2 separate regions of the Triticum aestivum genome follow, and region 2 is linked to region 1. The links are chromatin contacts, called in public Hi-C maps. All regions are on one chromosome and are shown on one strand. Each heading gives the region's core, a stretch centred on a gene start, on an enhancer-like site or on the middle of the called end of the contact. The rest is flanking DNA. Distances are from core to core; before and after follow the strand shown. Region 1 holds the start of LOC123093283. Region 2 holds the start of LOC123093284 (fatty acyl-CoA reductase 2, chloroplastic).

Region 1 (6,361 bases), core at 2,645-5,144:
ATGCTCCTTGCCATTCACTTGCTCAGAAAATATGCCTTCTCATCAATCTGTTGGTTCTTGTTGTGGCATAAGATTATGTTTATGGGGAATATGTGTAGAATTACCGTATCCTCGAGACGATTCTTCCTTTTGGGTTTCCTTCCATGCTGTTACATGTAAATTGAGCAGTCTTCCGAGCATGGTCGACTGAACTGATTTGATTATCTCCTTCAGGGTTAAGTTAAGCTGCTGCCACCACAAATTCACTATGCTATTTCACTATGGGATGATGGCTGTATAAATCTCAATAATGACTTCATGACGTATATTTTCATGACGATAGGCAATGCAAAAGGAAAGGGCCTGCAGCACATTGACGTAAAGATCTGTTAAGCGGACATGAAAAAGTACTCCCCCAATCCATATTACCAGCTTTAGTACAACTTTGTACTAAAGCTGTGACAACTAATATGTATCGGAGGGAGTACAACAATACGTCTGTAAAACGGAGTTGTTATGCTCCTCATCATGCCACTTCAGAAAATACACCTTCTCATCAATCTGTTGATTCTTGATGTGGCGCAAGATTATGTTTAGGGGGAATACGTGTAGATTTAACTTGTCCTTGTGCTATTTCACAGATTTCAATTGATTGTGTGGTCTAATATACTACTTTTAGTTTTTGGGTGCTTCCATCATGTCAATCGATCTTGTTTTCCCTGGACATATGTATTCCTCACTGACACTGTCCTTCCTTATCTTAGAGATGCATTTTGGAATTGAAGGAAAGGGTTGCCAGAGGGGGAGATCCTACACTACTGCATCAACCGCTAGTGGAAGAAGTCATACCAGAGGGAGAACCTGGTCTGACCTCTTTGTTTTGTTTAAAGTGCACATACACAAATCTTTATGATTCTAGATTAAAAGTACTTGCATGTATCTCTAACCTGTATTTGTTATATTCCAGTAACACCAAATTGCTCACTCTGTTGCAGATGGAACCACACAAGAAGACCCAATCCTGGGGACAGAACCTCCGTCGACGGACAATCATGAGGATGTGGACCCATTTGCGATGGAAAGTGATGACGTGGATCCCATGCAAGAGGATTTGCTAAATGAAATATACGAAAAGACAGCCGATGTAAGTCAATACTCTGCCTTGTTTAACTTGACATGGCTGTTGTCAGCTCTAAGGACGCATACGTAAGTTCTGTGTGATTCATCCCATCCATGAAATGAAAATAGAAGGTTCTTGAAAAAAGCAAAAACTGTTAGTAGCAGATGCTGTTAGTGTCAGTATCCTGAAGCCATGCCTAGACATCATGGACTCTGTACTCTAGTTACTCTAGTATGAGCGTTATGCGGATTAAAAAGTGATGCATTGTTTCGTTGATGGCACAACAGGAACCTGTAATAAGATCTGGCGATGGAGGCGCTGAACAACCTGTGGCTCCAAGAGAGGCAGAGAAGCATCAAGATGGAGAGGAGAGTGGCGGAAGCAAGCCAAGCAAAGTTGAGCTGACGGAGGAGCAGAAGGCGCGCATGGAGGCTAACCGGCTCAAGGCGCTGGAGAGAGCGGCAGCAGCCCGGGCTCGCGCATCCCAGTCGCAGCCTACTACTGAAACTACCACCTAAAAGCGTGCAGTGTTTTGAATCACTCCGCCTTGGATGTTAAGCTGTGTAAGAAGCATGAGTGGTGTGTTTCCGGTAAGGGCCAAGATGGTGTTCGTTGAAGTTGAGGTGTAAAACCTAGAAAACATTTTACTTTCGCCGGTGTGGAAGCTGGTAATCTGTTTTGCCAGAAGAGTTGGTGAAAACCGCTATATTGCTGTGCTGGTGGCGGTGGACAAGCTACAAAAGACATTTTGGCCAAACATGTAGCTGTTTTCTCGTCAATTTCCCATGTATCCTTGCGCATCTGTTATGGCTCCTGTTTGCATTGCAACCCTGAGACACGCAGCAGGAACTTATGTATGCATAGTTACTTTATATGAGACCTGAAGCTCTAAATGTTGAGTGAGAATTGGATTGTTTGTATGCAGGTTCGTATGGAACCATGCGTGTCCATCATGAAGAACCTTTGTGAATACATTAGCCCTGCCCTGCCGAAGAAACTATCCTGCTTTTGGGGCCAACATGTTGTTTTTTTATCCTAGAACAGGAGCCACCAGAACTGAACCTGAGTAAAGGCAACTTGAAATCATCAGTGCCATGAGCTTTAACATTCTTAAATTCCCCCCAAAAATGGACTTTACATTCTTAATGGCCTTGAAGCATATGGCCATGCACGGATGGAATGGCCTTATCCCAGACCAACCGAGCAGCACACTCGAGTTGGACGAAAAGGACGCCACGCCCTCCTCCAATTTCCGTTATCATGGCATGTCAATGGCATGGCGGGCTCCAAATCCATCGAATCAAACTCACCAGGAATCATTGCGTAATGCCCTCATCGTCCTAGGTAGCAGTAGCACTACTATGCCAAGTTGCCGACTGTCTGCAATTTGGTCGCCTGTGGAAACCATCTTGACCAAATCGAGCCGGCCACTAGGCCAATGGCGCCCCGGATAGCTACGTCGAAGCTGAAAGTGCCACCGCGTGCATTGCATTGCATCCAGACTTGCTTCGTACACAATGCACGTAGCTGGCACTGGCTGTGTCACCGTCACGGCTCACCCTTGTAGGGTAAGTCTGGATGTTACTGGACGCACGCTCGGACACTTCAGTACCACCTAAACACGATTGTTGTTTGGAATTGGGTTGGATGCTGTGCAATTTTCAAACCCGGGTTAATACTTCAGACCGGTGTGAAAGGAAATGAAATCGTTCTTTTTCTCTACCTGTGGGCTTAAATCGACGCTATTAATTTCAGTGCCAGGGACGTGGAGGTGAACAGATTGGGCCCCTGATGATTGCCCGGACAGCAACCGAGCCCACCCTTTAATTGAAGATGATAAAGTACGAGACCAATTTATATATATCGGGCGCATTGCTGAAATTCAGGAATTATTGGAATCCAAAAGCAGAGCAGGGAGAGAAACAATATATGACTCGTCGATTGGGTACAGTGGCACACGAGCACGCGATCGTTACACGCCATTGATTCCTGAATCCTGATGTTGGTAATCCCTTGGTGTATACACCCTCGACACGATCACTCCGGGTACGTGGAAGGATCCTTGGAAGTATGGAATGAGTCGGGCACTCGCTACGGCTACGCCATGTCGTGTGCGCGTTACGTTACACGTTTCACTCCAGCTGGACGGAACGAGTCCACGTACGCAGGAGAGAGCGCCGACCTGAGCAAAGAGACAGAGACGGTGAGAGATCTTCGGCTTCAAGTCTCGGACTGATGGCGAGGCCTCGTGGGCGGGGGCGCTCGCCGGCGGATGGAGGAGGGGTGCGGCGTCGCCGTCGTCCGTGTCAGCTCACCCGCCCGTCACGCCACGGACAGAGACCGCCCGGATTTGATTTCCATCGACGACGCGCCTACGGCCACCGGAATGAATGAGTCGCCACGAACCACGCCAAGCAACAAACAAGCGGAAACCCCCTGTTTCCAAACCCAGAAGGGAAGCCCATCCGACGGGTGCGGTGCACGCACGCGCGACCGTGCGGCACGGGCGCCCGCCCGGTCGCTCGATCGGGCGAGCGATCGAGATTTTGACGGCTCCCCCAACCCCACTCCGTCCTCGTCCGGTCGCCCGCCCGCGCTCCCTCTCCCGGTCGCCGTCGCCGTCTTGCCTCCCTTGAACGCTCCCCCTCCCTCCCTTCCCCCGCACTCCACAACGGGACTCAGCTGGCTCACTGCCATCTGGGGCCCGGCGGACGCTGGGGCCCGGCGCGTCATCCGTGGCCGCCAACCATCACCAAGAAAGAGAGATTTCGCGCCGTGCTGTCTGTGCGAGGAGCAGGTTGCAAGTTGCACTCGCCGAGCGGCTTTCGCTCCCCCGCCCGCCCGCCTACTCGCATTATAATAACCGAACGAGGCCGCACAAGCAAGTTAGCAACAAACTCTCGCAGCAGCAGCGGCAGCGGCGGCCTGACACAGAAGCTCAGCTAAGCTAAGCTACGACAGAAGCGACAGGGAGAGCACGTTGGCTCGTTCGTTCTTGGAAGTTGGAACCGAGCGTGACTGCGTGAGGGAGAGATGAGGGCGAGGGTGGCGCTGGAGCCGCTGGCCGAGGAGCCCGGCGCCGAGGACGAGTCGGGGGCGCGGCGGCGGTCCGGGCTCCAGGCCACGCTGCACCGCTGGGCGCGCATCCTCTCCGGCGGCGCCGCCGGGGACGACGCCCGCCCCGCCGCCGACCTCCGTGTGCTTCTCTCCGTCCTCGCCTGCCCCCTCTCCCCCGTGCCCATCCTCCCGCGCCTCCCCCGACACGTACGCATGTCTCCTTCCATGCTTACCTTGCTCGCGCCTTTGGTTTCTGCTAGCCTTTGCTTACGTATGCTGCTGTTGGTTGCGCAGGTGGCGTCGTCGGCGCAGTACATAATCGAGCAGTTCAGGGCGACGACGGGGTGCGGGAAGCTGGAGGGCACGGCCAAGAGCATGTACGCGGCGGGCAAGGTGCGGCTGGCGATGCTGCAGGAGCCTGCCGGAGCGGGCCACGCCAACGGAAACGCCGGGCGGTGCCACGAGGGGAGCTTCGTGGTCTGGCAGCTCGCGCCCGGCATGTGGCTCGTCGAGATGGCCGTGGCCGGCCACAGCGTCGCCGCCGGCAGCGACGGCCGCGTTGCCTGGCGCCGCACGCCCTGGCTCGGCGCGCACGCCGCGCGGGGCGGCTCGCGCCCACTCCGCCGCGCCCTCCAGGTTGGTCGCCATCCATCCATTCATTCATTCACCTCTACCCGCCGCTAATTCCACAGTCCACGCTCCCGAGCACGCACCGCGCGCGAGCTGGCGGTGCCATTTCCGCCGCATCAACCATCGTGACGCCCACCGCATCCTCCTCCATCTTTCCCCAGCACAGTACCTTTTCTTTCCCCTTTCTAGCACCCGCTTTAGTTACCATCACCGGCCATGCCACGGCATGGCACCGCATGCCTCCCATGCACCGTCGTGTTTACTGCCACTATACTAGCTCTGCGGCGTGCCCATGACAGGCCGTCCCCACGCGTCTTCTACCTTTTCTTTCCCCGTTGCAACCCGCTTTTGCGCATGATCTTTTCCGCTTTGCTTTGCATCTGTGCGCCGCGCGCGCTCCCTGTGCCACTCAGCGCATGCAGTAGGGCCGGCCGGCACATAGGACGTACCAGTACGAGTACTGATTAGTTAAAACTGAGAAAGATCCACCATGTAATCAGTCGGAGGGCGGGAACAAGTGGAAGAATCTTTGTTAAAAAGCGGTTGGATAATGGATATAGTAGTACTACTCACTACTACCCCAACGTATGCGCACTGCACAGTTGTTATCTTGGGATCCGTAGCTGGTAGCACACCAGCGCCGCATGCCATGCCATGCCATTGCCTCACTGCTCATGGCTGTCATTACTGATCCTGCATGCCATGCCTCACATCTCCCTCCCTTGTGTGTGTGTGAGAGAGAGAGAGATCCATGTCTTGTTTGACTTGGCGGCTACAAGGCTTGCATTAGGTCGTGGTGAGATTAGCCTGACTCATTCTGCCTTGCCTCACATGGGGCTAGAATATCTGCCCTCATCTTTGATAAAGTGCCCACTGGGAGATGTTTGATCAGCATGTGTGTGAGCTCACTGAGCTACGCAGATTGGCTGCTTTTCTTTAGGATTAGTTATCTTATCTTAGCAACTCCCAAATCGAACCATGGATGTTGGTTCTTCATCGATATCTCAAGCACGCATGTGCTCTGTTCAACAGCTTGGAAACGACCTGCGAATACCACTGCATTTATCCAGAAAAAAAATTGTATCCACATTTCCAGGATTGTATAGAACTATATATATACTCCGCAGATCATAGTTCGTTCCAATCTGCGGAAGGAAACCTTAACGGCAGATTTTGTGGTAAATTTTACTGAATGAGTAATGCTATCTTAATGATGTAGGTCGTCAGTTGGTATTCTGAGCAAAGCTGTCCCAACCAACGCTAGCAACTAGGCAGTAAAACTCGACGCTGAAGTCACGATCTGATTCCCGAAATCTTGATGCTTACCCAACATTTATAATTAACTCTGTAGAGTAGCTCATGCCTCCGCAGGTCTACCTGTTTGAATTGTTCGCTGGATCTATGTGGCGTTAATTACTTAATTAGTTATTAGGTCGTTCGCTTAGGCTAACTGCTAGCTCAACATGACGATGTACTTAGCTGACTAATTAGGACGACCAAGTTGAGTAATTGGGCCGGTCTCGGTCTAGAAAGCAAGTACTTTTTTTCCGGATGGATGAGTACGTACTGCCACTT
Region 2 (6,361 bases), core at 1,177-3,676, 360 kb after region 1:
TCCTCCCAGCGACATCCAGCAAACCCGGCCGCCCCACCCATCGCCGCCGGCGCCCAGTTCCGGTGCACATGCTAGCCGTCCACACCCACATACCTCCCCCCGCAGCACGTCACCTTCCAACGTCGCTGCTACCACCGCCACCGCAACATCACGATGTCGCCGCCGCCACCCCCTGCCCGCAGCACCCATGCGCAGCGTCCGGCTCCGCCATGCCCGCTGGACACCGACAAGCCTTCTAGCTGGTCCAGGAGAGGCCCGAGGCTCTTCATCGACCAGCTTCTTCCACGACGCCCGCAAGTTGTTCGACGGTTTGCCTGCAAGGTATAAATGGACTCCGTCGACGAGTTCTTTTTTCACAATTTCATTTACGACTTTGATGATTCTTCATCCGACGATGAGGAGCTTGTGGCTGATGTATGGGTCGTCCATGACCACCTTAGTAGGCAGCGGCCCATGTTTAGGGGCTCGATCCCGGGGCACACTCCGGCGTTCAATTGCAACTAAGGGAGCAGCGGCCATTGCCTACTCTGGCAGGACTACTTCGAGTCCCCCTACCCGCTCTTCAAACACAACCTATTCCAGCGCCGCTTTCGTATGGCTTGTTCAACTATATCCGAGAGGGAGTGGTAGCATACGATAAGTATTTTGAGTGTAAGGAGGATGCCCTAGGAAAGATTGACTTCTCCTCTTATCAGAAATGCACTGCAACTATTCCGATGCTTGCATACAGATTTTTCGGTATCTCATTAATGAGAATGTCTGAATGAGCAAGTCCACGTGCCTAGACTCCATGTATAGGTTCTGCAAGGCTGTGATAGCAGTGTTTGGCCCGGAGCACTTGAGAGAGCCAAATGGTGCAGATACAGCCCGTTATTGGCGATCAATGTCCGTAGGGGCTTTCCGGGGATGCTTGGTAGCATAGATTGTATGCACTGGGACTGGAAGAACTGTCCTTCTGCTTAGCAAGGGCAGTATAGGGGCCATGTCAAAGCTTGCACTATCATACTTGAGGTCGTGGCTTCACAAGATCTCTGGATTTGACACTCTTTCTTCGGCATGGCCGAATCTCACAACGATATCAACGTGCTTCAACGCTCTTTGGTGTTTGCAAGGCTTGCAGAAGGAAACTGCCTGGAGGTCAATGTTGAGATCAATGGCCACCACTATAACAAAGGATATTACCTAGCCGACAGTACCTATCCTCAGTGGACTACTCTTGCAAAGACAATCCCTAACCTATAGGAGAGAAGAGGAAGAGATTTGCCCAAGAGCAAGAGAGTGCTAGGAAGGATGTGGAGCATGCCTTTGGTGTTCTTCAATCTCGATGGGCATCGTTCGGTATCCTGCTAGAACTTGGAGCACTTGTGGGAGGTGATGACTGCTTGCGTGATCATGCACAATATGGTCGTAGAGGATGAGCGGCCGGAACGTATCTACGACCAAGAGTTTCAGTTTCAGGGTGAAAATATTGTGGTCGAGCATGGAGGAGTGACAACATTTGCGCAGTTAACCGAATTTCATTATCAAATGCGTGATTGAGAAACTCATATTCAACTGCAAAATGATTTGGTTGAGTATATGTGGGCTCACATTGGCAACTTATAGATGTAACGGCTATCTTTTTTTATGTATTTGATAATTAAATTTTTTTGGCTTGTAAACTATGAGATTTTATTTGGTTGTGAAACTATGAGATATTTATATTTTGTTTGAATTACGTGAACCAAGACCAAATTTTCATATGTTTGCAAAAAGAGCTAAAAATGATCGCGGGCCGGCCTTGAGGACGAAAATGCGTCCGCGCGTTGGGCGCACGGCCGATCCAAACACCAAAAGGGGTGAACAAGCCGACCAAACGGATAAAAAGCGGACAAAACGCACGTCCGTTTGTGTCGGCGCGATGGAGTTGCTCTAACTGCTGCATTATGCTCCATCTCAATGCATGTATATTTGACCTAAAGGCATGTTTAGTTAGTCTGATAGATTTGACGATTCTTAAAAAGCATTTCCTGGTCTTCATTAGCTTGGGTTAAAAACCCATTTTCCCTTATAAGTTTTACCCAAATGGTTTCAAATAAAAACACCCACACATGCCACTTCATTTCCTCCTTGGTTTTCCCAATGTGTTTCTAATGTCATTGGCATGTACCTTGATTAGGCCGGATGAGGTTGATGCGATTTCATTTTCTCCTTAAGTGGCCCATTCATTCCGCCGTCAAAAAGCTACAGTACTAGTTCGGGCTGCACTTATTTGCACGGACGCTATGCTACAGTAGGACTGCGTTTCCAAGAAGAGCATGCGCGCACGAACTTTGCATGCGCGCCCTGCCCCAAGGCGGCCACGCACGAGTTAGGCAAAAGACTTCGGGGGCCAGACTCTTTTCGTGTTCTTCCCACGGCACGGCGGTATAAATTGCCGGCGCGCCATATTTGTCTGCCCGGCCGGCGGCAAAAAAGATCATTTCGATAGCTAGCTTCCTGATCGAGCGAGCTAGCGAGCCCCATGCATGCAACTTCTTCGCAGCCTCCCTCCACCCCGGCCCCTGCCGATCAGCTCCACCATCCGAGAGCTTTGTAGGTGACTTACTCGCCTGGTGATTAGCAGGCAGGAAGTAGCTGGTTTTTAACCCGGCGCACCGCCCACCTACTCGCCATCTCCTCCGGTTCTACACCGCAGCAACATCGATCGTTTACCCTCTGTACGTACCTAGCCCGTACCTGACGACGGTGACCTCCCTCCTTGGCGCCATGGGGAGCTCGTGCGTGAACCTCTCCCGCGCCGTCGCCGCCGCGAGGCGCCCGGGCTTCGCCGGCGGCGTCGGCGGCCACGGGAGGAGCGTGGTTGCATTGTCGTCGTCGTCGTCGTCGAGGAGGCGCACTGCCGCCGACGGCGGCTTGTCGTGCGGCATCGCCAACGGGTACCTGGGCGGCTCGTCGGGTGGGTCGCGGCCGCCTTCCTTGCCGGTGCACGGCAAGAGCTCCGGGCCCGGTTCGGCGCGGGAGGCGGGTGGTCACGATCACGCTGACGGGCTCGGGATCCAGGAGTTCCTTGGCGGCAAGAACTTCCTCATCACCGGCGGGACTGGCTTCCTAGCAAAAGGTACGTTTATGTCGCCATCTTCATAGTTCTCTCTGCCTCCACTTGATTATCGCTGCCATTTTCGTGCTCGATTTCGTTTCGAATTTATTTATCTACCGTGTCAGTTCTGATCGAGAAAATCTTGAGGACGAACCCTGACGTGGGCAAGATATACGTGCTGATCAAGGCCAAGGACAGCGAGACGGCATTGCAGAGACTGCAAAATGAGGTATGACTACTAACTAACCATACCCTAACCCTACCAGTTTTGATCTTCATCCAAACGATGATATTCTTTTCCATTTTCCCGTGCGCGGCATTCGTGCAGGTGGTGGACACGGAGCTGTTCAAGCGCCTGCAGGAGATCCACGGCAAAGACTACCAAGGTTTCATAGCGACAAAGCTTGTCCCCGTAGTTGGCGACGTCAGGGAGACCAACATCGGCATTGCCCCCGAGCTGGCCGATGAGATCGCGGAGCGGGTGGACATCATCGTCAACTCCGCCGCCAATACCACCTTCGACGAGAGGTTCGTCCTTCTATAATATATACGTGCACTTGTCTTCTAGCTAGAGTTTTTGCATTGCTCCAAGATTCAGTCACTCCATCGTGTGAAACAGAATTTTACATCTGAATATTCAACCAGGTATGATGTCGCCATGGACATCAACACCGTGGGGCCGTTCCGGATAATGAGTTTCGCGCATCGGTTTCGAAGGCTGAAGCTCTTCCTGCAAGTGTCCACAGGTCAGGCTCATGCCATCTGCCAAATGAATCCTTTCCGCGTGAAAGCGATGTTTACTTAGAATTTTCCCTTTGGGGGGGTTTCCAACGGTTGTGTTGCATTTGCATGACATAATAACCATGCATGATCGCAGCGTATGTGAACGGGCAGAGGCAGGGTGTCGTGCTGGAGAAGCCGTTTCGGTTGGGAGACACCATAGGGAAAGGGTCGGCTGGATCCTCGGATTCTTCGGAGCAGCACAAGAACGCCGTGCTGGACATCGAGGCGGAGATCAAGCTGGCCTTCGACTCGAGAAGGCGCGCCGATGATGACTCGGCTTCGTTCTCTCAGGAGATGAAGGATCTGGGGCTAGAGAGGTAAGCAATGCATACATTTCTTGCCATGACCTCCTTGGTCTCGGTCTGAAGGTGCGACATTAGTTTGATTTGCTGAACGTGCTGGTTACTCCTGTAGAGCGAAGCTCCATGGGTGGCAGGACACCTACGTGTTCACCAAGGCCATGGGGGAGATGGTGATCAACAGCATGCGAGGGGAGATCCCCGTGGTCACCATCAGGCCGAGCGTGATCGAGAGCACCTGGAGAGACCCCTTCCCGGGCTGGATGGAAGGGAACAGGTACGTACGTGAGTGTAGAATGTGGTACGATCTTGCAGAGTTCATCAACATTCTGTTTCTGATTTCCATTGGCCAATTGATTTGCTCGAACAGGATGATGGACCCTGTCGTCCTCTACTACGGCAAAGGGCAGCTCAGCGGGTTCCTCGCCGATCCGGCCGGCGTTCTTGACGTGGTAATCAGCTACGCATTCCCTAATTAAGCAAATGTACGCAGTGAGGCCATGGAGCTGATCTCGCAGATGCTAATGGCTTTCTTGTTGTGTCCTTTGGCAAGGTTCCGGCGGACATGGTGGTGAACGCGACGCTGGCGACGATGGCGAAGCACGGCCAGGCGGCGGAGGGGGGAATGCACGTGTACCACGTGGCGTCGTCGACGGTGAACCCGCTGGTGTTCGGCGACCTGAGCCGGTTCCTGTTCCAGCACTTCACGAGGAGCCCCTACAGCGATGCGGCGGGGCAGCCCATCGCCGTGCCGCCCATGCGCCTCTTCGACACCATGGAGCAGTTCGCCAGCTACGTCGAGACGGACGCGCTGCTCCGGAGCGCCAGGGCCGGCATCCCCGCCGACGAGCGCCTCTCGCAGCGCCTCCAGGAGCTCTGCGCCAAGTCCGTCGAGCAGACCATCCACCTCGGCAGCATCTACCAGCCCTACACTTTCTACACCGGCAGGTCATCTTTCTCTCTCCCACCCATGGCATGTCATTTATATGTTTTGTTTGCTCAAAGCTGCTACCATGCGTCGCCGGCGATGGACGGCGTATGCAGGTTCGACAATGGCAACACGGAGGGGCTCATGGCGGAGATGTCGGCAGAGGAGAAGGCAGCGTTCCACTTCAACGTGAGGAGCATCGACTGGACGGACTACATCACCAACGTCCACATCCCAGGGCTCAGGAAGCACGTCATGAAAGGGAGGGGCATCACCGCGGAATCGCCACCCTCCTCCACGGTGCTCGCCGCCACCTCCACAGTGTGAACCCACCGCCGTAACACCGAACACCGAAATGCGCCGCGGCGTGTACACTAGAGTTAGATGTATCAAGTGCCTAAGCACGTGATCCACTTAAGAAACACCGTTTGGTTCTGTGTTAGCAGCAACTTAACTAAGGTTTATGACATTCTGTCAGATTGAGTCTGCATTATAGACCTGTTTGTCCTAAACAACAGAAAATACTTGTTCTCTCTGCATGTAATTTCTTATGGTGTATTTGTGGGAAAACAAAGCTTTGGAAATACTGAAATATGATTTAATTAACTGTATCTTACCGTTGATAATACAGATTACAAGCCTAGTGATACAAGCTTAAGCTACATATAGGAGTTCAGTCTTTGCCAATGTAAAATGCCATGCCTCTATGAAATTGCCAAAGTATAGAGGGAGAGGGTGCATGGATGGCCCTTTCTTCACCTGGGACTCAGCAGGTGGCTGCATGAAGCTTCTTTTGTTTCAGGATAGCAGCAGTCTTTTGGGATTGACCAATGGGGGGCCAATTTTACACAGGGCTTTGGTACACCCCTTTGTTATTGTTTGTTGGCTCATGTGCAGATTTGGATCCAGCAGAATCTCACTGATCGGTGCGGACTATCGCAATACAAGCTGAGAAATGGTGCAGCCAGTTTACTCAAAGGAAATAATCAGGTGTTCTCCTTGTCACATCTGGCTCACCTCTCCGAGGGGCTGGCTCAAACTGCAGCAATAGGGGGGAAACCAGCTTGATAAGTATCAAGTGATAAAAAATCAGAGGGCACAACATGAGGAACCTATTTCTGTATATTGTCTTCTAAAAAACGATTTAAGTACAACATTAACATTTCTATTTGATGTTTCAGTAGCTTTACAGTAAAATGGGTGCATATATATGACTGATCTGCATTTCGTGCCTAGCTGGATGATGCCACAGCCATGGACCAAATAACAAAG

The links. A called contact is a pair of places that touch in the nucleus more often than the background predicts.
Region 2: a Hi-C map of leaf shows a contact between it and region 1, with 7 times the contacts expected there. The contact joins the promoter of LOC123093284 here to the promoter of LOC123093283 in region 1. A contact is called at or near these places in 4 of 5 Hi-C or Micro-C datasets (leaf and root) and 1 of 1 datasets of contacts at active chromatin or transcription factors (leaf).

What each region holds. Positions count from the first base shown.
Region 1 is chr4B:565,354,822-565,361,182 of IWGSC CS RefSeq v2.1, forward strand. It overlaps LOC123093283, which reads left to right and starts at 3,895. Exons shown (of 3, transcript XM_044515202.1): 1 at 3,895-4,363; 2 at 4,451-4,792. The coding sequence starts at 4,133. It overlaps LOC123093282, which reads left to right. Exons shown (of 5, transcript XM_044515201.1): 3 at 744-843; 4 at 975-1,123; 5 at 1,387-2,052. The coding sequence ends at 1,617.
Region 2 is chr4B:565,713,864-565,720,224 of IWGSC CS RefSeq v2.1, forward strand. LOC123093284 (fatty acyl-CoA reductase 2, chloroplastic) reads left to right here and starts at 2,427. Exons shown (of 9, transcript XM_044515204.1): 1 at 2,427-3,100; 2 at 3,205-3,308; 3 at 3,408-3,607; 4 at 3,725-3,825; 5 at 3,957-4,179; 6 at 4,277-4,438; 7 at 4,532-4,613; 8 at 4,715-5,109; 9 at 5,206-5,700. The coding sequence starts at 2,749. The coding sequence ends at 5,416. It overlaps LOC123093285 (serine/threonine-protein phosphatase PP2A-4 catalytic subunit), which reads right to left. Exons shown (of 11, transcript XM_044515206.1): 11 at 5,666-6,128. The coding sequence ends at 6,063.